2 separate regions of the Mus musculus genome follow, and region 2 is linked to region 1. Evidence: chromatin contacts called from public ChIA-PET data. All regions are on one chromosome and are shown on one strand. The core of a region is the stretch at or near the end of the contact, and the rest is flanking DNA. Distances in the headings are between cores, read along the strand shown.

Evidence for each region. ChIA-PET counts read pairs in DNA pulled down with a chosen protein or histone mark.
Region 2: an RNA polymerase II ChIA-PET map of memory CD8 T cells shows a contact between it and region 1, with 4,690 read pairs. The contact joins two enhancer-like sites. A contact is called at or near these places in 1 of 15 datasets of contacts at CTCF or cohesin (CD8 T cells), 3 of 484 Hi-C or Micro-C datasets (embryonic fibroblasts, nephron progenitors and regulatory T cells), 9 of 115 datasets of contacts at active chromatin or transcription factors (CD8 T cells, the SCID.adh cell line, bone marrow-derived macrophages and 5 more) and 3 of 9 other capture datasets (adipose tissue, embryonic stem cells and liver).

The regions. Positions count from the first base shown.
Region 1 is chr3:101,007,213-101,013,012 of GRCm38.p6, reverse strand. It overlaps Cd101 (CD101 antigen), which reads left to right. Exons shown (of 9, transcript NM_001167906.2): 5 at 1-25; 6 at 823-1,227; 7 at 4,763-5,173. Among named protein-coding and RNA genes, the nearest start is that of Cd101, 19 kb to the left of the region's middle. Within about 2 kb of position 2,227, at least 112 of the 459 cell types and tissues checked have an H3K27ac peak or open chromatin away from gene starts, as enhancers often do. A contact at or near this core is called in CD8 T cells, the SCID.adh cell line, memory CD8 T cells and 1 more, where this site is marked.
Region 2 is chr3:101,263,522-101,269,321 of GRCm38.p6, reverse strand. No RefSeq gene overlaps it. Among named protein-coding and RNA genes, the nearest start is that of Cd2, 22 kb to the left of the region's middle. Within about 2 kb of position 3,426, at least 29 of the 459 cell types and tissues checked have an H3K27ac peak or open chromatin away from gene starts, as enhancers often do. A contact at or near this core is called in CD8 T cells, the SCID.adh cell line, memory CD8 T cells and 1 more, where this site is marked.

The DNA.
Region 1 (5,800 bases), core at 978-3,477:
ATTTCAGTCACTGTAAAATCTCTGAGTAAGTCACTGGGAAAAGTCCTTTTCTGAGTGTATGACAGTCACCTTATTCTGTACTGAAGTTTGGATGGTATCATTCAGAACTCCTGCCAGAGGTGCACGTACCCCGAGTGCCCTGGGTACGTGTGCTGTGAGTGCCAGCGGTATGTGCACCCCAAGTGCCAGCCAGCGGCATGTGTACCGTGAGACATGCAGAGCAGAATATGCAAATCAGGCCTGACAGCAACCTCTCGAGTTTATTCATCTTTATAAAGATCATTCTAGAGTGCAGCTTGTACATTGTTCAAAGTTGAAAACAAACCCCTGTGATTCCTGGTTGACTAGCAGATGAGTGGAGCCAAGCTTGCCCCGTCCCAGCAGCAGCCCAGGTATCATGGAGTTTTCTCTAGCATGGGCAAGAGAGTGACATTGAGCCCGGGGGACAGGGGGTGGGCCAGAGGGAGGAAGGAGGCCAGACCGTGCTGTGAGTGTTCTACTTGCTGAGTGGGGAGAGGAAAGAGGCCAGACCCTGGCTGCGCGTGGTGTCCCTGCTCTGTGCAGCTGTCTAAGTGGCGCACTGGAGAAACACTGCCTGTTTGTTGTGGCTGCTGAGAACAGTCGTAGGCGAGGGGGGAGACTTGGAGAGCCGAGGTTGAAATTCAGGACAGACTGTACTGTGGACCAACCTCTACCCCCAAATTCATGTCACTCCAGGAACACAAGTGTGTGGCCCTGTGTAAAGGGGGCATTGAGAAAACTTGGAAGTCCCCGAGCTTGGACCTGGTAAACAGGAAGTGTGTCTCACATTCTCCCCCACAGAGTCAAGTTTACGAGTTAATCTGATGAGCCGTCAGCCACAAGTGATGCTAGCCCATACCTTCCACCTGTCCTGTGTAGTGAGGGCCAACTACTCGGATCTCAAGCTGCCGTTCTCGGTAACGTGGCAGTTCCAGCCAGCGGGCTCTGGAGCCTTTCATCGGCTTATTCGAATTGCCCACAATGGCACCGTTGAATGGGGGGACGTCCTCTCCCAGATCCACAGGAAGACGAAGGTGTCACAGTCTTTCTTTCGTTCTCAACTCCAAATCTACGATGCAGCTATGGAGGAGACAGGGGTGTATCGGTGTACAGTGGAGGTTTATGACAGAGATTCCATATGCACAAGTGGCCCAGCCAGAGTATCTGCCACCTCTAACCTATTAATGATTACTGTCACCTTTCCAGGTAAGTGATACTTGACATTGAGCCTTTTTTAAAAAAGAAAAGAATATCCTTTTTTTTTTGGCCAGGTTTAGTGCATACCTATAATCCCAGTATTCAGGAGGCCAAAATAGGAGAATTGAGAATTTGAGGTCAGCCTAGGCTGAAATAGTGAGCCCCTGTCTCAAATAACAACGGAGCTCCTCCCACTTTGTGTAAACTATAGAAACAGACATAATGTATCCATTCACCACGTTTGTCCTGGTAAAGTGAGCATGATTTAATGGCATCAACATGAAGTTAGTATACGTGGAATGGCCACATTGGTTGCTAAAACAATGAAATACTTCCTTAGCAGCTAATAACCACTGCTCTTTGACCTTTCCACACCTGCCACGAGTTCTCATTGCCAGCAGCCTCATGATACTGTGTGGCACAGCTGAGCCTCAAGAACCTCCTACAGGGCAGATGATATTTTAAGTCAGTCACTGCTGGTACTCCAGCGTGGTTTTCGTATTTGGAAGTGGTGGGGAATCATGCAAATTCTATTAGAATACTGTCTTAGGGTTTTATTGCTGTGAAGAGACACCATGACCATGGCAACTCTTATAAAGGAAAACATTTAATTTGGGCCTGTCTTATAGTTTCAGAGGTTCAATCCATTATCATCATGGCTGGAAGCATGACAGCATCCAGGCAAATGTAGTGCTGGAGAAGGAGCTAACAGTTCTACATCTTGATCCACAGGCAGCAGGAAGAGACTGTGTGCCACACTGTGGATAGCTTGGGCAATAGAAAACCTCCCAACCTCAGTGACACACTTCCTCCAACAAGGCCACACCTCCTAATAGTGCCACACTCCCTATGGCCAAGTATTCAAACACATGAGTTTATAGGGGGCATAACCATTCAAACCACAACAAATATGCTTAGCTGCCTCTTTTAATATATTAACATGTAAGAGAGACTTTGTGGTTCCAAGTCCAATTCAGTCTTAATGCAATAGCAGAACACAGAGGCTGAAAGTGAAACCCTCCCTAGCCTGAGGTTCTGCCACGCCTTGTGCTTCCTCTTTCCTGATTTGCTGTGAGGGACTTTGAGATGGCTCAGATGTGATAAGCTCCAGGTTTGGGCAAGTCACTTAATCTATCCCTACCGTAGTCAACACCTCGATAAATCTCTGACGTAACATTGAACTGGGGTGTGTCTATTGTGCCCCCAAAGCAAATAGTCTTGCATGGCAGCCACCACCTGCTCTGTGCTGCTGAGCAATGTTTTTGTTAATAGTCGTGATCTTGCTCATGAATTCATGCCTTGACTTACTCGCTCTTCCCATGATGTCTGAGATTGCTTCCACGAGCCTTGCTTGCTCTCGGCTCCACGCCATGAGGTTTCCTTCCTAACACCAAGAATTCCTTCTCCTCCTCCTCCTCCTCCTCTTCCTCCTCCTCCTCCTCCTCTGAGTCGCTATATTAATTCTTTTGTTTGTTTTTGTTTTTGTTTTTGTTTTTGACGGTGTACAGTCTAGCCTGAAGTTCTCAGTCCTTCTGCCCCAACCCACTAAGTGCTCTGGTTACAGGTGTATGCTCCAATGCTTGGCTTGGCTTTTCTTTCTAAACTAGTCTTGTTAGGTGACCAGGAATGACCCTGAACTTCTGAACCTCCTCCTTGGTACTCATGCACTCGTCCCATTGAGCCCAGGTGGTTTTGTTTGTTTGTTTGTTTTGTTTTTTAAAGCAACTGTTCTTAGATATGTCCTCTGAGTCTCCACGTTTTTCTAGGGGAAACAATTCTTCCCGTGGATACAATCTACTTGTTGACAACCTCTGTGTTCATTACCCAGAATGGTTTGTCTTCTGGTCTTGGAATTTACATCTAACTGCTTCCAAGGCATGCCTATATTCAGTGTCATAGCGTAGGTCGTTATCATTGTCCCTTCCATATTGTTCATGATGTGGTGGTCCTCCCCACGTCCCAGCACCACAGATTAGAAACCTTGTCCTCCGCATGTCCAAACTCCCATGACAGGCATAAAAGATCTTTTATACTCACTTGTCTCTTCATCGCCTCCTACTTTCCATCCTAGATCTGACTTCCAACCAAACTCAACTGCCTGGATTCGATAATCCCCACTTCCTTTTATGTGGAAATCCTTTGCTCTCTATTCATCAGAATGACTGCTATTGATCTTCAAGGCTCAGTTCAGAGACGTCTCCCCTCACTCCTGACCTTGGGTTAGATAAATCTGCTGGGGGATCCTAACATTTGTTCCATTACTGCATATCTCTGTCCTATATTGGTGACCAATTCCAGGAAGTCTTTGTTCCTATCCTATAACTTCCTCTAAACCGTGGTTCACTGACAGGAGCTATATACAAAATACCTAGAATAGTCTGGTATGTGATACACAATGTGATTAATAAATGTTTGTTGAAGGGGGAATTCAGGGACCTACTGGTAACATCAAGAAAAGTAGAGTTATCAACAAGAGATGGCAAAGAGGTTTGTGACATTTATTGTTCATCTTAGGACAAAGGAGAGGCCACTGGTGTTAAGGGATAGCAGACCCAAGTCCATGTGGTAGTTTCAAATGGACTGGCTGCAAAAAGATAGCATTTTAACAGCTTGAAAATAACCTCTTCTTGTGTACTCCTGTTTGAAGGCAGCTCTAACTAGACGTTGACAAATTGGGGATCCAGAAGTGGTTCAGAGGCAGGGCGCTCATAATGTCATTTTCTTTCAAATGATGCAAATATGCTATGGAAGAGATTCCTCTGCTTAAATATGACAGGATTGTCATGTGGGGAAAAAGCTGGGCTTTTTTTTTTTTCATGACTGTCCCCCATCCCCACACAGTAAGGGCAGAAGGAGAGCCAGCAGATGGATGTTATGAAGAGAGAAACATCAACTCACAGTCACACAGACTTCTCACAGTCATGTCTGGCCTTTTGACATTGTGACATTGTGACACTACACTGTCATCTACAGAGTTCATGCACAACCAAAACACCAAAAGCAAAAAAACAAAAACAAAAACAAAAACAAAAAAACCATAGTGTTTTAAGTCCATTACAATTCTGTGTTGGGTCCCATTCATAGTTCCTCTTAGCTACATGCTGCCCGTGAAACAGGCAGACCTCAGTGATGGAGGGAACAGCGTCCTCAGATTATATGTCATACCAAAGTTGAGTGGACAGTTAGGGCAGCTGCTGTGGGGGAATTCAGCCACACTATGGTTGTAGAGCAGCAGTTCTCAACTTGGGGGTCAAGAGAGAACCTGTGTATCAGATATTTGCATTGTGACTAACAACAGTAGCAAAATTATAGACATGAAGTAGCAACAAAATAACTTTATGTTAGGGTCACCACCACAACATGAGGAATTGTATTAAAGGGTCTCGGCACTAGTAAGGCTGAGAACCACTGCTGCAACAATGGCTATTTGTCCTGGTTAACAAGCTAGCTTAAAATTCTGGCGTGTGTGTGTGTGTGTGTGTGTGTGTGTGTGTGTGTGTGTGTGTGTTTCCAGTAAAGTAATTCTTTCCATTATTTCCTTCAGAGAGCAAACTGAGCGTGAACTCAAGCAGTCAGGTCCAAGAGCTATCCATCAGCTCCAGCACTCAGATAGAATGTGCCATCTTGTCCCGATCTGCTGGAAACCTTCCGTTATCCATCATTTGGTACTTCTCTTCCGTTTCTGCAAATGCATCCTATCTGAAAATCCTAGAAATGGACCAAAGCAGTGTTGTAAAATATGGGGACGAATTTCAAACCCCTCGGAGCAAGCAAAAATTTTATTCTGAGAAAGTTTCTCAAGACTTATTTCTGCTGAACATTCTGAGTGTGGAGGACAGTGACCAGGGCCACTACCACTGTGCTGTAGAGGAATGGCTCTTATCTACAAATGACACTTGGCAAAAGCTTGAAAGAAAGACTTCAGGACTCACAGAATTGAAACTCAGGCCCACAGGTAAACCTTAGGAGAGTATTGTCAGACATTTTTCTCCAGTGATGTTTAAGATGTGACTATGAAGAGATTAAAAAATATGATCTGGACCATAGAAATAATAGGCACCTACAAATGACTACAGGACAGGGTAGCCTACCAGAGGAGGGGAGGTTGCTTAGGGTGAATCAGTATAAGGTTTCAAGCTCGAACAGGAACAAGATCCCTTTGCCTGGTTTGCTTATCAGCTTGGCAGCCTGGTCCATGCAGCTGCCCAGGGAATCGTATCTCCAGATCTCTATAATAACAAGCTGTGTCACTCCAGTGGGGGCCCTACTGTAATTTGGCAGAGAAAGAGTAATACGAAGCATATTTCTCCCACTGTGAACAGAAACTGTACAACTCTATGGGGATATGTGGAGAAATTGCTTTTCAACATTTGGCTGCCTAAACATAAGGCAAGTAAGAGTAGTTAACTGTTGGAATGGCTTACTGGGGGAGTCTTCTCCACCTCTGGAGATCTTTAAAAGTGTAATGGAACTTCCATCCATTCCAGCTAGTCTGCGAGTGCTGCTGTCTGAATGCAGACAGGCTTGACTGGGTCTCTCGGTCCTGGCTGGGTCACCTCTGTTGATTAAAGTCAAATGGGTA
Region 2 (5,800 bases), core at 2,177-4,676, 260 kb before region 1:
AAATTGAATAAAATTAGAAATAAACAAACAAACAAAAACATAAACACCAAAATAAATTTTAACAATTAAAAGAAATAATAGAAAGGAAAATCCAGCCATTCTTTTAAGAGATGGGGGTCACATAACAAACAGGTGCATGTAAGTTGGAGATACAGAGACCTGTGCTTTACCACAGTAAACCCCCAGGCACAGCTCCAGGGATCACTGCTCAAGGGAGGCCCTCAAATTGTGAACCTCACCTCCATGGGTTTGATGACCAGTATTTCAGAGATGTTTGAGGGGGGGGGGGGAATCTAACATCTTGCAAGAGGAGAGAAAACAGTCACTCTGAAAAATATAGAATGCTTTGTTTTTCAAATCAACATCCACCCTGCTGGGATTTGCTCATAATCTAACTGATCTAAAAATAATAATAAATAATAATAAAGGAAACATTCACGTTCAGCTCCCATGGATCATTGGTCCACCTATAAAGGGGTAAGAGAACAAGAAGCAGATGTGGGATCCACAGTCCAGAGGAGGGAGCTCATTAGGAGACCAATGACTTTGGGATTTCTGAAGACTATGTCCTCTCCTCACACAACCTACCATTGCCTGACTAAAAGTCTCTTCATTCAGTTAACCCAGCATGATATGTGTGACAATCAAGGAGGTATCACCAAGGCCAGTTACACTGCTCATTAGGTGTGGGAAGTGGGTGTGGCCCGCAGTCCCCTTGAAATCCACTTGTTTACTGCATTGCCCGAGCATGCGCAGTGAAAAAGCATTCGTGGGCTGTGAGCTCGTGTCTGGAGCATGTGTGAATTCTGATTGGATGAGGTGGGGTGGAGCTAGATGAGGTCAGTCGGCTCGAGGATAGTAGGTGGGGTTTTTTTGTTTGTTTGTTTGTTTGTTGTTTAGCCCTTGCCCTAAGTAGAAGCTAGTTGTAGTAAGAGAAGCTGTTGTAAGGGGAGTTGTTGTAAGAAAAGCTGCAAGAAGGAGAACAAGTAAAGAAGCTGTTGCGTGAACCCACCTTGGTGTCCATGTCGTTCCTGTCGGTGAGGACAGCGACAACTAAGTGGGGACACTTGCCATGAAAGCTTGATGATGTGAGTTCCATCACAAGAACCCATGGAAGAAGGCAAGAACCAATGTATGAAAGGCATCCTCCGACCTTCATACACACACACACACACACACACACACACACACACACACACACACACACACACGAGCATTAAAAAAAAAGAAAATAACACTAAAATTCCAATCTATGATGGTCAGAGAGGATGCTGGGAGTTACTTCAGTTTTCTTTTTTCTTTTTATCTGTTGAGACTTGCTTTGTGTCTTAGTACATGGCCTGTTTTGGAAATTTTTCCATGAGCTGTTAAGAAAGTATAAGTACACTGTAGCTGTCTTTACATACAACAGAAGAGGGCATCAGATCTCATTATGGATGGTTGTGAACCCCCATGTGGATGCTGGTATTTGAACTCAGGACCTTTGGAAGAGCAGTCAGTGCTCTTACTGTATCAGATATTAACATAGCTACATTTGCTTGCTTTTTAAGCCCATTTACTTAGAACATCTCGTTCGTCCTTTTGCCCTGAGGTAATCTCTATTCTTGATGTTGAGATGTGTTTCTCAGATGCAACAGAAAGATGGATCTTGTTTTCTAATACTGTGACTATGTGTCTTTTTATTGGCAAATTGAGACCCTTAATTTCAGAGTTATCAATGGGAAGTGTTTATTGGTTACTGCTATTTTGTCGTTTTGGTGTTTGCTTTCTCCCCTTACCTGATTTACTGTTCTGGTATTATTTTGTTGTTGTTATTTGTTTGAGATGTTCTATTGTTGTTTTGTTTTTGAAGACATGGTTTCTCTGTGCAATTCTGGCAGCCCTGGAACTCTTGCTGTAGACCAGGCTGGCTTTGAACTCAGACATTTGCTTGTCTCTGCTTCTGGAGTGCTGGAATTAAATGTGTGTCTTCTTGAGTGCAGTTAATCTGTTCAGAGTGAGGTTTTCTTTCTAGTGCCTTCTGTAGAACTGGATTGGTAGATAGGAATTGCTTTCATTTTTATTTTTCTTCATCAGTTGCAACTGATAGATTTTCTGGGCATAGTAGTCTGGGCTGGCATCTGTGGTCTCTCAGAGTTTGTAGAACATCTAGCTAGGCTCTTCTGGTTTTCAGAGTCTCCATTGAAAAGTCAGGTATTATTCTAGTGGACCCACCTTTATATATGATTTGATCTTTTTTTCCCCTTGTAGCTTTTATTTTAGTATGCTTTCTTGTTCTGTACATTTAGTGTCTCGATTAATATGTGGCATGTGGACTTCCTTTTCTGGTTCCATCTGTTTGGTGTCCTGTATGCTTCATGTTTCTTGGTAGGCATCTCCTTTTTTAGATTGGGTGAACGCATCTACAATGTTGTTAAAAGTGTTTTCTGTGCCTTTGCCCAGGGTTTCTTCTCCTTTCACACTTTATGTGTTCTGTGCACCTGGGCCTTTTTAGACTGCCCATGTTCTTTGCCTGAGCCTTCCACCTCTTCTACTTTGTTGTCCCTGAACTTCCACTGGTGAGACTCACCTCTGACAATGTTTGGGTTTACTTCTGTTTTTTACACCCTAACTTTTTCATCTTCAGTTTTATTTCTGCTTAGGTTCCTTCAATAATCCTAATCCTTTGCTATGTTCTCCTTTCCAGTCTTGAATTGTTCTCACCTCTCATCACTTCACTTAACAGTTTGTGCTTTCATGGTCTTCATTAAGGCATTTATTCAGATCCTCTTTGAGGCCCTTAAATTTTTTAAAATTGCTATCTGAAGTCCTTGTCTTGTGCTTCAGCTAACTTGCATTTCTCAGGGCCTATTGCAGTAGGGTTACTGGCTCCTGAAGGAGGCATATTGTCTTGGCTGTTCACATTTGTGTTTTTACATATAGATATAGACATTTGGAGTTATGATGTTTGTGATGTTTCTTGATATAGATACCTGATCTTGCCTTTGTTGAGAGGGTGTTCTGTTGTTGTTGCCCACTTTGGATTCAAGGCAAGTATGGAGGCCCTAGGGTCCTTGGTAGAAAGTCATTGGGGTCAGTGGGACACAAAGGAATGGAGATGGGCCAGAAGAAAGGCTGAGAGGGGAGGCAGGAAAGAGCTAGGGAGCCTGGGGTTCTCAGGAGTATAGGTAGGGTGGGAGCTGGGACTCCTACAGGCAGGTTGCTACAGAACTAAGAATAGTAGATCAGAAGAGATCAGAATGGCAGACTCAAGACTAGTGAAAACCATCTTTGTGCTTCCCAGCCCAATGTGGCCACTGGGGGGTCTTTGGTAGAAAGTGTTTCAGAGGGTTGGTGGCTAACAAAATGGCCAGAAGACAAGGCTGAGAGGGTTGGTGGGCAAGAGCTCATCTGGATCCCTGCCAAGAGTTGAGTCCCAGTGAGTGGTAAAGTGATATTTTTGTAAGAAACGAAACTTGAAGGAAGTTGTTACAGCAGACTTGACATTCGAGAAAGATTAAGGGGATGTTTTAGAAAAAAAGAAAACCACAAAGATCAGAAGTTTCAACTATATAAATTTTTTTTTTTTAGAAACTAGAGAATAAATGAATACAAAACCCACTTCTCTTTCCTATTCTTAATTGTCATAGCATATAGCAGTAGTTAACCACAACAAGGTATTTGATTCTGCGTGTACATGTGTGTATATATGGGCATGTGAGCTTGTGTGCATGCATGTTCACATACATGTGCACTTTTATGTGTAAGTGAAAGGAGGCACAGCAATTTAACAAGGATGGAAGGATGGAATTGGAATTACTTTATTACTAACAAGAAATTATGTCACCCACTAAGTGGCATATTACTTAAAAGTAGACCTGGATTTTGGATTTTCTCTGAATATGTACTGTAAACTATAATGTAATATAATCACCATAAAACAAAAGTGTAATGATAAGCCAAGAAAGGGGAGAGAGCAACATAATACACAGAGCTCAATTAAAACCAAAGCAGCCAGAAGACAACAAAAGACCAATAGACAAGAAAGAGGAAATGCTACAAATGTTGTAGTGACTTAACTGCTGCGCCATTTCCAGCTCCTATTGTAGATTCCAATGTAATTGAACTGAGACAGAGATACTACACTAATATGACTCAAAGGAAAGTGGGATAACTTACTGATTTCAGGCAGTCTTCAGGCTGACAAATGTTATGTGAGATTAAGAGCACATTATGAACTAGTAAAGTTGTCACTTCTCTAAAACAGTAGAAGGATGTGTAGTTTGCCCACACCCAACAGTGGGGCTTACACCTGTGGGGCAGCAACCAGGAGGAGAGATGGCTTCACCCTCACAGCTGGAGACAAGAAGATCAGGAGACTCAGAACACAATGGAACGAACCTAGGAGCCATTAATGAGAGGATAGCTGAGATTCTTTTAAAATATGGACATGATGTGACACAAGAGTCAAAGAATAAAATCTCAGAGAAATTAAACTTATTTTGAACTGAACAAAAGCACAGCAACTAGCCAGGCATGGTGGCACACACCTTTAATCCCAGCACTCGGGGAGGCAGAGGCAGGTGGATTTCTGAGTTCGAGGCTAGCCTGGTCTACAGAGTGAGTTCCAGGAAACCCAGGCCTATACAGAGAAACCCAGTCTCAAAAAACCAACAAAACAAAACAAAACAACAACAACAAAAAAGCACAGCAACTGTATGCAATACAAATCGTGTTCACAACAAAATTAATAGCATTGAGTAGATATGTTTAAAAAAGAATTAAACTCAGTCAATTTAGTTTCAACCTTGGAAAACTACAAAATCAAACATCAAGCTAAATTCATCATAAACAGAGGAAAATAAATAAAAATTAAGGCAAAGAAAAAAGTCAATATAATTAAAACAAAGACATTGCAGTTAAGAGCAATACAGAAGACCTAAGTCCAGGTTTGGTTTCCATCTCCCCACATCAGACAGCTCATAACTGCTTGGAAATCCAGTTTAATGATCTGATATTTCTTCTGTCCTCTTATGGGCACCTGCACACATATTCACACACAGTCACATACACACACACACACACACTTAAAAATAAGAAAACAGGAACTCAATAGAGAAAAAAGAATGAAACCAAAATCCCAACATTAGAACACTAAAAGCATAATCAAGAAATAGCAAGGATAACTAACTCTATGCCAACAAATATGGTAAACTTAGGGCAAACTCTTCAAAAGACAGACAACTAAACTCAACACAAGCATCAATCAACAATCTCAAAAGCTCAGTCTCCATCTAAAAAAACTGTACCAGAAGTGGGGTATGGTAGTACCTATGTATTTATTATCCCAGCACTTGGAACACAGAAGCAGGAACATTCATTGGGAGTTTGAAGCAAGACCAGGCTGTATAACAAGACACCATCTCAGAAATAATAATTGAATTAATAACCATTAACCTCCCAAGACAGAAAGCACAGAGCCCAAATAGATGCTCCAGTGAATTCTATCAATCACTTGGTGTAGAAACTATATCAATTCTCTGACATATCTCTCAGAAGATGGAATCAAGGAGCACTTCCCAGCTGTTTTTAGGAGGCCACACTGGACAAGACTTCAGAACAAAAGAAAGCTACAAGCCAGTATTTGTCATGAGTGCAGTCATAAGAACCTTCAACAAGATCTCTGCAAGCTGAATCCAACAATGTATAAAAAGAACACACCACAGTCCAGTGGGATTTATCCTGGATATGCAAGACTGGTTCAATATTTACAAATCAATTCATACAATCCATCACATTTATCAACCTAGGGAAAAAAATT